Linked DNA regions of Zea mays: regions 1 and 3 are each linked to region 2. A link is a contact called in public Hi-C data. All regions are on one chromosome and are shown on one strand. The core of a region is the stretch at or near the end of the contact, and the rest is flanking DNA. Distances in the headings are between cores, read along the strand shown.

What was found. A called contact is a pair of places that touch in the nucleus more often than the background predicts.
Region 1: a contact with region 2 is called in a Hi-C map of leaf, with 3 times the contacts expected there. The contact joins the promoter of LOC100282071 here to the promoter of LOC103641145 in region 2. A contact is called at or near these places in 3 of 25 Hi-C or Micro-C datasets (ear and leaf) and 1 of 3 datasets of contacts at active chromatin or transcription factors (leaf).
Region 3: a contact with region 2 is called in a Hi-C map of tassel, with 2.9 times the contacts expected there. The contact joins the promoter of LOC100191214 here to the promoter of LOC103641145 in region 2. A contact is called at or near these places in 2 of 25 Hi-C or Micro-C datasets (ear and tassel).

The regions. Positions count from the first base shown.
Region 1 is chr10:64,370,732-64,374,943 of Zm-B73-REFERENCE-NAM-5.0, reverse strand. It overlaps LOC100282071 (nucleoside transporter), which reads left to right and starts at 1,534. Exons shown (of 2, transcript NM_001154984.1): 1 at 1,534-2,150; 2 at 2,692-3,599. The coding sequence starts at 1,616. The coding sequence ends at 3,416.
Region 2 is chr10:64,688,034-64,692,126 of Zm-B73-REFERENCE-NAM-5.0, reverse strand. LOC103641145 reads right to left here and starts at 2,733. Exons shown (of 9, transcript NM_001301488.1): 1 at 2,608-2,733; 2 at 2,045-2,270; 3 at 1,394-1,639; 4 at 1,272-1,322; 5 at 878-1,138; 6 at 728-780; 7 at 544-658; 8 at 122-376. The coding sequence starts at 2,733.
Region 3 is chr10:64,176,712-64,180,879 of Zm-B73-REFERENCE-NAM-5.0, reverse strand. LOC100191214 (AUGMIN subunit 2) reads left to right here and starts at 1,685. Exons shown (of 6, transcript NM_001136648.1): 1 at 1,685-1,884; 2 at 2,515-2,625; 3 at 3,630-3,734; 4 at 3,895-3,963; 5 at 4,092-4,168. The coding sequence starts at 1,786.

The sequences.
Region 1 (4,212 bases), core at 285-2,784, 320 kb after region 2:
CTGCCATGGCACAACAATTCCATGCATAAGTGTGGTAGTACCGCATCTATTTCTAACCACCACATTAAGTTTCTTTTATTAGGCATATCCACATTATGTAGCTTTCCTAATCCTTTTCATTTGACATCGAATCCTAGCACTCATAATAATGCTTAATCACGTGAGGAGATGGTAACAAGGCAAGAAATTGGAGCAAGTGCACCTCCTCATGATGAAGTGGAGGAACACTCCAGCAACAAGGATGTATCTACAACAAGCTTGACATCACTCCTAGCTGAGATAGGGTCTAAGAAGTGGTCTAGCTTTGAAATAGAATGGAGAGAAGAAGGGAAGAAAGACGAAAGAGAAGAGAAGAAAGACAGGAGAGAAAAGAAGAAAATAAGAAAAGAAAATAAGAAAGAAGGAGAAGAGAAGCAGAAAGAGAATAAGAGAAGAAACATTATACTACTATATTATAAGGCTATATCCAACAGTTTATCCATCATCATACCCATATTCAAACTACACTCTACGAACAGTGCAATTTAAAGTGTAAAACAGTGCAAAACAGTGTTTTTAGGTGACCATATGGGGTAAACTGCTGGACATTGTCTAATGGTGGTAGGATGTTTAAGTGTTATATATATATATATATATATATATATATGACTTACAGTTGGATCATGATCTAAAGGTCCATGAGGTTTCCTTGATGCTTGCACTTAAGTCTTGGTTACATAACAATCGTTTTTGACACTAGTAGCTACCAAATTCTAAGATCTTGTTTGACATTTTTTCAGAAATATTTGAGGTTTATCTCAAAATACACTGTCCAAGGGAACTTTTTTTAAAAAATTGAATAATGGCACTTGGTAGAAAAGAACACCTAATTTTGCAACATGTAGTCATGTACACCATTTTTTATATTAGCATTAAATGTTATTTCAGAATTTATACATGTATTACTAAATAATAAATTCACTTCATATTCTTGTACCATTGTGAAAACTACTTTCTATTACTGTGTTTTAATCTCTGAGTTGGAATAACACTTTTGCACTCATAAAATGGTTTGCAAAAAGAACCATGTCTAGATGGTAGTAGTCGTCTTTGGGGATTTATGATGGTGGTTGCACAGTGGCGGTGAAATATAAAAAATATAACAGGTGATAAATAAATTATTAAATAGGAAAAAGTTAAATGAATTTAAAAAGTCTAGAATTTATTATATAAAATTATTTATTAACTTTTTAAATTTCTAAAAAAATAATCAAATTAACTTGAATTATAAAAAATCCATAATAACCCTGGTGTAATGTAACATATGAACTTATAATATACCTGTAACAATAACTTGATACCGCTGCCATAAAGCCAAATAAATAAATCAATTGAAACGACATTCCCTAAATATCCAGAGGCAAAAGGAATCACACCGCACCCGCAGACAGCCAGATACACATCAGTGTCAGCGGACCACAACATCACGACCCCACCTGTCAGTGGGACAAGTAGAGATACCCGCACTACAAAAGGTCCACAACCACAGACGAGGAAGCAAAGAAAACCCAACGCAAAAGCAACAAACAACTCCCAAGGTCCAAAGCCCACCCGTACTCATCCGAGATCCCCAACCATGGCCGTCGGCGACGTGGAGACGGCGGCGCCGCTGCTGCCCCCGCCGGCGTCTGCCCTGGCGGACGAGCCCTCCGCGGGCCCGCCCCCAGACGACCGGCTCGGCATCGGCTACCTCATCTTCTTCACCCTGGGCGCCGGCTTCCTGCTCCCCTGGAACGCGTTCATCACCGCCGTCGACTACTTCGACTTCCTCTACCCGGGGGCCCCCGTCGACCGCGTGTTCTCCATATCCTACATGGTCTCCGCCTTACTGCCCCTGCTCGTCATCGTGCTCTTCTTCCCCAAGTCCAGCGCCCCCATCCGCATCAACACGGGGCTCACGCTCTTCACGCTCACGCTCGTGCTCGTGCCCGCAATGGACCTCATCTACGTCAAGGGGAGGGCCGGGCTGTACGGAGCGTTCGATGTGACTGTCGCCGCCACGGCTCTGTGCGGGGTCGCCGACGCGCTCGTGCAGGGAGGCGTCATCGGCTTCGCGGGGGAGCTGCCCGAACGGTACATGCAGGCCGTCGTCGCCGGAACCGCCGCCTCAGGTGTGCAGTGTTCTCTCTCTCTCTTAATTTCTCTCCCCCCCCCCTTCTGATCTCTCTTCTAATACTCCCCATCGAAGTTACCCACCTCTTCAATTCTTCCTCAAAATCACCTTCATTTTGAGGAATTGGCAACTGTAGCTACCTGGTTTCTGAATTGTTCCTTCACGATTTCTCTCATCCTGCTTCTAGTCAAAATGGTCAACCTGGCCGGCAGTCGCCAGTAGGTGTCGTCAGAACATGAAGCACAGAATGTGTGTTGGAGTGGACTTATCGTGGTTGTTCAATTGCTTATAATTACGGTGGTTGTGTGTATTTGGCTAAGTAATACTCCTATGTATTGGGGATTGGGAATTGAATTGGGGGAAAAAGAAAAATGAGGGCACGAAATTGCAGAGCTTATAAGAAAGATTACAATGCAGCTGGTGGCTGTGGTTTCTGTTTGCAATTTCTCAGTGCGTATGATGTTTCAAGGATTGAGTTGGTCGGCAGACAGATTCTAACACCTGGTAGTACACATTTCTGCATGGACTTCATTCTGCAGGAGTGCTTGTCTCGGCACTGAGAGTCTTCACCAAGGCACTGTACCCACAGGACGCGAACGGGCTAAGGCAAAGCGCGATCCTCTACTTCGTGGCCGGCATAGTCCTCATGGTCATCTGCATCGTGTGCTACAACGTGGCGGACAGGCTCCCGGTCGTGATATACTACAAGAACATGAAGAAGAGGGCGCAGAAAGCGGAGGTCGGCGGCGGCATGACGGGCCCCGCGTGGAGGTCGACGCTGTGGAGCATCGTCGGGACCGTGAAGTGGTACGGGATCGGAGTGGCGCTCATCTACGCCGTCACGCTCTCCATCTTCCCAGGGTACATCACGGAGGACGTGCACTCCGAGGCGCTCGGGGACTGGTACCCCATCATCCTCATCACCGCCTACAACGTGTTCGACCTCGTCGGCAAGGCCCTGCCCGCTGTCTACCTCCTCCAGAATGGCAGCGCCGCCATCGCGGGGTCCTTTGCGAGGCTCCTGTTCTACCCGCTCTTCTACGGCTGCCTGCACGGGCCGAGCTTTTTCCGCACCGAGATCCCCGTCACCGTGCTGACGTGCCTCCTGGGGCTCACTAACGGGTACCTGACCTCCGTCCTCATGATCCTCGCGCCCAAGGCTGTTCCCATCCACCACTCGGAGACTGCCGGGATCGTCATCGTGCTGTTCCTCGTTGTTGGCCTTGTCATTGGTTCCATTGTGGCTTGGTTCTGGGTCATCTGATACCGGGGTACGTTCTCTGTCACGTCGATGTATCATAGCACCATGCTCGTGTTCTTTTGTGTTCGATTTGCCACGCAATGACAACTTGTTAGTGTATACTGTAACCCAGGTGAAAAGATTTCCGAAATGTGTAATTTGCAACTCTTGGAATTGGATTTGAAGGTGACCTAATGTCAATGTGAAGAATCTCGGCTCCTTATCAAACTCTTCCCATTTCCTCTTTACTGCAACATCGTACCTGTTGCTCAACTGTCTATCGATTCGGGTGTTGCTAGGTTTTATGGAAAATTTCACCGTCATCAGTTTCGTAACCCTATACAGCAAGGGCAGCTCAGGATCTGTCCATCTGACGTTCTGGGGAAGCCTAGTTTTTTTCAGCCTAGGTCGGCTATAATTCAACGGATGTTCCGCGTGAGGCGTCGCAGTCCGGTGTACCAGCTGCGTAACGGCTAGTGGACATGTCAGCGCTGACCAATAGTCGATAGGCACATTGGACAGTTTGGTGCCCCCAGAAGCGGAAACCAGCCAATCAGGGGATTCTTTGCTACGTTTTATGCGCGTACTGTTCACTGTCGGGTGCACATCGGACAGTCCGGTGCGTCCACGGACAGAAGACAATAATGGTCTTCCAAATAGAGCTCCAACGGCTCCTAGCTGCACTGGGGCTATAAAAGGGACCCCTAAGCGCATGGAGCAGAATACTAAGCCTCCATTGAATCCTAAGACGTATAGACTCCGCAAGCACGCATTCGATTCATTGTGTTTGAGATTTGAGCACTTGTTTAAGCTGTGAACT
Region 2 (4,093 bases), core at 1,484-3,983:
AACTACAAAGTCCTGCTAGCCACCTTCCATTTAGAAGTAACATGTAAACTGATATGTGTTCCAAGTTAAGTGCGCTGAAAGCGTGATAGACACAAACCAACTTCACCCTAGAAAAACTCACCATATGCATTTCCTATCTGGCTTTGATTCTTGAATCCAGCAGTTACAGCAATGCAAAGAATCATAAGTACCCAATTGATGTCAGGGATGTAAATCTGCCCCAGAAATTTCTTCGAGGTATGCACAACATTGACACGGGGGAAACAGCCCAGTGCAAGGGCTTGCTTAATTATCGAGTAGGTAGCAGATATGGTTGCTTGACTTGCAACTACTGCCGCAAGAGTTGCTATGATGAAGGCTGGCCAGTATATGGCCTCTGCAGTGAGAGTATCTCAGCTTTAGTATAGTGAAGTGTACAAAGCATTAACATACAGTAACAGTAGTGGGATGAGCACTGTGCCAATTTGCACATAGTGGGCTTGATATGGTGGTATAGCTGTTCACATATGAGATGGATAAGATTTGTTTAGATTTCAGAAGAACCTGGAATGGAGCGGTAGAAGGCATCAACTACATGATCCTTGTTGTCAATGATGTAGGCAGCCTGCCCAGTGTACGCCAGTAGAAGGCAGGGGAACACCACTAAGGTGAACGCAAACTGGACATAGACATGATTAATCCATTGAGGTATTATCATAATTCATAATTTTTCTATTTGAACACTCACCTGAATAGCCAATACAGGGAAGTGACATAGATCTGCATACAATGCTTCAGTCCCTGCATAGAAAAAGGCATATAGATAAGGTAACTCTGTTTCATCTTACAATTGATGCAGAAGTTAAAGTTGAATTGCCAAGAGATGTCCAAGAGATACCTGTGATGCTAAGCATGACTCCTCCAAGAGATGTCCAAATCTCAGACTTGCCTCGTCTAAAATACCGGAAGATGTAGACTGGATTGTATGCTTTTAGAACAGAACTGTTGTATTTGCGTATGTTCACTAACCCAACGCTCCCGATTAGAATAAACCAAAGGAGCACCAAAGGTGCAAAGAGCCACCCAACTTTATCTGTCCCATAGTGTTGCATGCAGAATAAGCCAATTAATATAAACACCGCGACGATTACGACCACATCTGCCAGGAATTGAAGATATTAGACTAATCAGATTAGGCAAAGTAAGTTATGCTCCTCACCAGATCAAGGAAATAGTCCACCAGATTCAACAATGAACACAGATATAACCATACAGAAAAGAAAAAAATATACCTGTACTCATGTTCTGATTCTGGACCCTTATTCCACCTGCCGCAGAAAGAACTGCATATAACATACAAAATACAGCTTAGATCGCAGCTGCATTGGATTTATTCAACTACGATTCTGAATACCTGAGATTGCAGGAGTAAGAATCCCATCTCCGATGGCGGTACAGGTACCAATGAGAACAAGAATAAGAAGGCAGTTCTTTTTATATGCATGCCCCTCTAGCCATTTCTTCACTTTTGCTGCAAGTGAATTCTCCTCATAAGTTTGCCGACTATAAGTTGTTAATTCTTCATCTGTCTTATGTTGGTTGGGTATAGTGCTGACCTTTGCATGCCGGCACAGTAGAGAATAAAGAGCAAACGTGCCACCTGTGAATAACCAGAAAAAGAAATGTTGTCAGAAAACTTCTGGAAACAAACTATACCAGCTGAAGGAGAAGTATTTCTTGTCACAAAATAAAATCTAAAATGAACTAAGAGTTTCACCTTCTACAGATTTCATGGTTAGTAAAGTGATGCATAGCAATCACTCTGACATCTCATATTTAAACCGTGGTGATACTCGACACAAATCCTTTGTTTCACTAGAGCACTGTTTTGTCATGAGATTCTGCCAACCAAACCAGATGGTAAAATTGCAAAATCTCTGTGAACTAACGGCTCATACATTTGCAAATGTGTAAATGCGACAAGAGCACTCGTAATTATTGCAAATACCATAGAAATCATAAGAGGCAACAGACTAGGCTAAAATACAAGAATGCTCTATCTCACCTTGACCATTGTCGTTAGCTCGCAAGACGACAAAAACATACTTCATCAGAGGGATGAGGGTGAGTGTGTAAATGATCAAGGATAGAGCTCCAATTACATCCTCGTCTTCGTCAACACCATGTGGAAAGATATTGTAGAAAACATACAATGGTGATGTACCTAAGTCCCCAAACACTACCCCAAGACTTTGAAACGCGAGCCGCAGTAACAAAATTGACGAAAATTTCTGCATGAACAAATTTAAAGATCAAGTTAGTCTTTTTTTGCTAAGGACACAGTTAAAGGTCTAGCAGTACATGAGACATGGAGCACAGCTGTTGTGGCACTTTAAGATGAATAGACAAAACAAGTTGTAAGAATCTGAATATAGTTCCTGCAACAGGAAAAAAACAGCAGTAACAGCACATGTTACATACAGTTTCCGATACCCCTTTATATTGAAATGATCCCCTGAACCATCAATAGAATATTGTACATCGAACTATCGAAGGACCACCATGTTTCTTTCAGATATACAGAGACTAATAATCTAAATGCGATGATAGCAAGGATGAAAACGATACCTTTTCTTTGTACATGTTCTTCAGTTGACTGGCCTCCTCGTCCATGGGCTGATCAAGGTTCTGATCCAGTTCCCACATGCTGCCTCGGTTGGTCGTCTCGCTATCTGACATCGACGCCATAAGCATCTCCTTCAACCTTGAGGTCACAATGACACAATCCCACCTCAAAACCTCACGGCTGAGAGCTCCCCGATGGCCGAAAGCGACCCTTGCATGAACCGAAAATGGAAGCGCTTAAGTTGCCAAACAGAGCACCAGAAACTAAGCCACCAGAATCAGGGACAGGAACAACTCTTCAACCCTCTCACTGCGATTCCATCTCAAATCCGCACATCTGCGGCGGCGGAGGCCGTCAGTAACCTTGGTCTACCCAAACAGCAAATTTTCGAAGCAAAACCAACAGCACAAGCACAGGTAACCGAAATCTGAATGCCACCTCGAATCTTTACAAAGAACTTGCAACCAGAATGGAGCTGTTTCCCTTCGATTTCGGCAAGAACAGAACAGAAGTTTCGGGCCAAGAGTCAGGAATCAAGAACGAGAATACCCAAATCGGAGTCAGGAGCAGAGGATTCGCCACCGCCGAGCCGAAAATCTTGACTCACAGCCAACCTCTCAGAATCTTCACATAGAGAGACGAACCTGGACAGATTCCCAGGACCAAGAAAACCCCAACCTTTCACCTCCTCCAAACCCCGGCAAGATCAAACTTTGGTGCTACAGTAACCGACCGGGGGAGAAGCAGCGATGTGGGCTGCCGTACGATGGTCAAATCCACAGTAATCCAGCAGACAGAAGGTGTACGCTGGGGAAATATGATTTGTGTAGACTGTAGAGATAGAGAGATAGAAGAGAGGGGGGAGAGAGAGAGCAGCCTGCTCTCTGGCTCCGCACGTTCATAAAGGAAGGTGCAGGAAGAGCTGGATGGCCGCTTGGCTGGAGTACGGCGGGAGGTAGGTGAGGAGCCCACCACAAGAACAAATTGGAATTGGCACTTCAACTGAAAACTCCAACACGAGTAGAAATTCATCCGCACGCTGGTTTTGAGTCACCACGAGCAAATTTACAGCAGGTCTGGCGCTCACTGGTCCTGCTGATGCAGCGGGTGAGCTGGCAGGGCAGGCACTGGTCCTCATATTATCCTCCTAAATTAGAGCATCTCAATAATATCTTAAATTGGTGTCTTAAATTAAAATATGAGGCTCAATACATAAAAAACTACTATAACGGTGTCTTATTTTATAAAATTAGATCAAAAAATTATAAAATATACTCTCAAAAGTCTTAAATATACTATATCTGTTGTTCTATAATATATATTTGTTACGCTAAATTTTATAAAATATACTCATTTTAATACATTTTTATAGGTTGGAGATGCTATTAGTCGCCAGTCACCCCACCCGCCCTTTTTTTTGTTTCAGAATTGAGATCTTCGGGATGTACAGTTTTGAGATCGCAAAATAAATGAACGTCTCATTTTCTA
Region 3 (4,168 bases), core at 436-2,935, 510 kb after region 2:
CTATTTTTCTCGCTCTAAACTAGGCCAATAATAATCCTCCAAAACAAAACCTCATGCAAATAGTAAAACACGAATATGCAACTAAGGTTTTGTCTAAGTGTTTCTATCTCAACCACAAAAGAAGTTTAGCAACCAAAGTTCCAATCCTACCAACTAGCATATATTCTAAACTAAGAATAGTAAGGATTGCAACTTAAGTAAAACACTAAATGTGAAATCTTAAAGAGAAGGTAGAGGAAGCAAACTCCCAATGGTGTGTTGATACTTTTATCGAGGTATCTAAAACCGTGCAAGGTTCTAACTAATTCTCGCTGGTGCCCCTACACAAAGGCAAGCCCATGCGAGGGTCAAGCACATAGAGAGTCGCGAACTTTCTCCACGCGCAAGTGGTGCTTCGCTTTCAGCTCCTCTTGGACGCTCCCTGTTGTCATCACTATCGAGCTTTTGGTCGAAACATCATGGGTCTCATCTCCTCTGCTACACGGTGGTAGCCACACCACAAACTCGGTTGTTGTGGTCTCACAAGACCTCACACCACTCGGTACAAGTTGCTACAACTCGTGCAAGAGTCGAGGGGTTTGGAGGTGTCTATTCCTCACTCAATCAACTACGACTAACCTAGAGCAAGCACAATAGCGATCTAACTAACCTAAACACTTTGCAAAGCACCTACGCAATCACTAAGTGATTCTATTAAACACTTGGGGTGTATGGAGCAATGGATATGTGTACCAACTCAATAGCGAGTTTGCTCAACTCTCAACACTCTTAATTTGTCGGTTGTGGTATAGAGCCCAATCCCAAATATATCCGTTGGAGGACAACATCTCCTATGCGTTGCACCGGGCCTGGTCCGGAAACCCTCTCCGTCAGCTAGTTGTTGGTCATCTCGTAGATTCCCTGCAATTGTGCAGAGGTCAGGTGCACCATTGGATAGGTCCGGTGACCATCACGTCGGATGGTTGTTTCTGACTAGCCATCGTCGACCGTTGAGTCGAGGTCCGGTGCGCCACCTGGCTCAGGTGCACGAAAACTGCACCTCTGCGCAAGCGGTCCAGTGCACCTACCAACAACCTAGTTTTCTTGATCTTCATGGACCTTTACTTGTGCTTTCTCGGTCTTGTGTTTTGGACTTTTGCTGAATATTTGTGAGTCTTCTACGGATCATTTGATGTCTTCTTTGAGTGAACTATAAACATAAACACTAGCAATTCTCTATATTCTTCCTAATTGATATGAATAGAGATTTTTATAAAAAAATACCCTTCAACAATTTATTCAAATGATTATCTAAATATAGCCATCTTCTATTTCGAGTTTCTCGCTAGCTAAATATAGGAAACGTGAATACTCTCGAGAGTGCATATAAGATATAAAAAAATATTGGAGATTGAAAATATATATAAAGTGGTTTGTGCGTAATAATATAGATAGTGAAATTTAGAAAGACAACTGAAGATGCTCCCTATACATAGGACTGATTTTAGCTAGTTAGCAATTAACTCTTGTATCCAACAGGTGCTAAATAACATGCAAAGGTGTAAAAATAGTTCGATCAACCAAAGCAATTTGGATTGCAAACAAAACAATGAGCGGCTTATTATGTAAGCAGCAGCCATCTGGGGGTTCAAAAAAACAAATTAGATAGAGCTCGCCGAGCAAGCAAGCAAGCCAACTCGGCCGTCCGAACGAAAGCGAAGCGCGGCCAAACTCACTCGCTAAACGCTCCCGTTCTCCTCCGCCTGCCCCCACCGGCTCCCCTTGTACACGAGCGCCGGAGACGCCATGGCGGCGGCGCAGCCGAAGCCGGCCAAGAGGCTGGGCGGCATGGCGGAGGCGCTCGCCATCGCCGCCGACCTCGGATTCCCCGCCTCTACCACGCAGGTCCGTCACACACTACCGCAACTTCCCGATCTGTTTCGCAGCCTAATCCTGCCGCCCGCCTGGTTTGGTTCGAATCCCCGCGCTTCAGCCGGATCTAGCTTTTTTGGTCCGATCGCGTTACGTTGCGAGGAACAAATTGTAGGGTTCAGTTTGTGGAAGCGGTGGCATCTGGAGAGTTAGATACGAAATGATTGTGAAAATGTATGTTTGGAGGCAAGGGTTGCGGCCGAAATAGTGGCATGAGCGCACAAATTTCGTGTGTTTGGGTGGTGTAGCATCTGGTTCGGTTAATCGAGGCTGCATAAGCTTGCGTCATTTCCTGGAGAGAAATTGTGGGATGGCTCTATATTTAGGATAATCGTTGTGAAGAGTTGTTGATCTTAAGAAACTTTGCGATCTTAGAACAAAATGCGAATACAATGAAAACTCAGCATTGCTGTGTGGTGCTATATCTGTTTCGCTGTTTATTTTCTTTAGATTAGTTGCTAAAATTTAAATTTAGGTTTCTATGCCAACAATACAGAATCTGAACTGGATGCACTGGACACAAGCACACAAAAACTGAGGTGGTACCAATGAACAAATGGCCATCTGAAGCCCTCACTATCCCCTCTGTTTCTCTCATTGCAGGAAGATCAGACTAGCTCCGACAAAAGCGATGATTTGGTGAAGGTTTTGAGGGAACTGACTGTCGTGCAGAGGAACATTGCCAACTTGCAAGTGGAGCTACAGGGAAGAAAGGTGATGTTTTTATATCCAGTTGTTAAGCTTTATATGTTTGCACCAGTTACACACAATGCCAAAGCTTTTCAGTTCCTGTACAACATTTCCATTTCATAATGAAATCCCTTTAGATTCTCTATTGAAGGTGGTCAGATTATGGTCCCTTTTGTAAAGTGTGCCATTTCTGGCTTGGTTGCTCATGAAATGAGATTCTAGGCAGGGATGAGAGACTTCCTAATGAGTTACAGCATTTTGGGGATACAGTATATTCATACGATATATCTACATGTTGACTGTTAGTATGAGCATTACTTTACGTAGGAGTGGTAATGGGATCTAAATTTTACACTATAAAATTTAAGTATCGAATCGGATTAGGATCGAGCTCTATTCCTATACATTTTTGAACTAAAATTAATTAGGGTCCCTAACTTATTGTGAAGAAACATTTAGATCGTGATCTATTACCATCCCTACCTTTACCATGAATATTTGTGGTGATATCAAAGGGAATGTATTTTTTTTCTTTTAATTCCAATTTTTATTTTTTCTAACAATGAATTTGTTAGATGATCACACTTATTGGAACTATGTCTGATACTCTGGTCCTTGAAGAATGATTAAAGATGTCCGCATATCCTTAAGATCTTACGGCTAAATCTTTTTTAGCCTAGTAGTATGTACAATAGGGCAGGTGAGTCCAAGTGGCTCCTTGAGCCAGCCCTCAAACTGGCGACCTGGAGTCGATCCCTGGCGTTGGCACCAGGAGGCCCCTCTGTTGGCCTTGTGAAAAAAGAAAAAAACGATAATGTATGAGCATGTTGATGCCATACTAATATAGTAATGTGGGATTGGAAAAGGAAAATAAGCGTTGTCATAGTGTCTATGTTTGAACCCAGTACTTTCCAGCATGCTGTTTTCCGATAGTGCCATATCCATTTTCTATATCTTATTTTCGTAGATTTTCCTTTGATTCTATGGTATTGTCATAGGTCATATTCATGAAGTTTTGTTTGCCACAGGATGATAAAAACATTGCTCATTTGACTCATGTGAGTGAGATGGAAAAGAAGTGCGAGTCTTTGGCCAGAATGACTGCAATTTTGAAAGATGTAATTCAGAACAAGGTAATATAAGCCACATACCTGCATTGTATTATTCTTGCTTCCTTTCTTGAGTTTCAAGGTTATATGTTGTTTTAGTCAGATGTGTCAAGAGCAGTTACATATGCATTAGCCAGTTGATCACTTGATCTACGTGTCTAAAATTGTGTCTATTGTCTATCAGGATCGTATTATTGCTCGGCTGCAACAGCCTTATTCCCTTGACTGCATACCAGTTGAAGCTGAATACCAGGTAATTTATTTTTGTTCTTGTCTTGCAATTTCTATAGCAATTAGCAAACAACATGATAATGTTGGCCTACCCCTAATGCATTTTCATTGCTTTCTTTTTGCCTGCTTAATGTGCTGATCTCTTGTCAGAAACAATTCTCGGAGCTACTTCTGAAAGCAGCAAGTGACTATGGGGCATTGACAGCATCAGTCGGCGATTTCCAGTG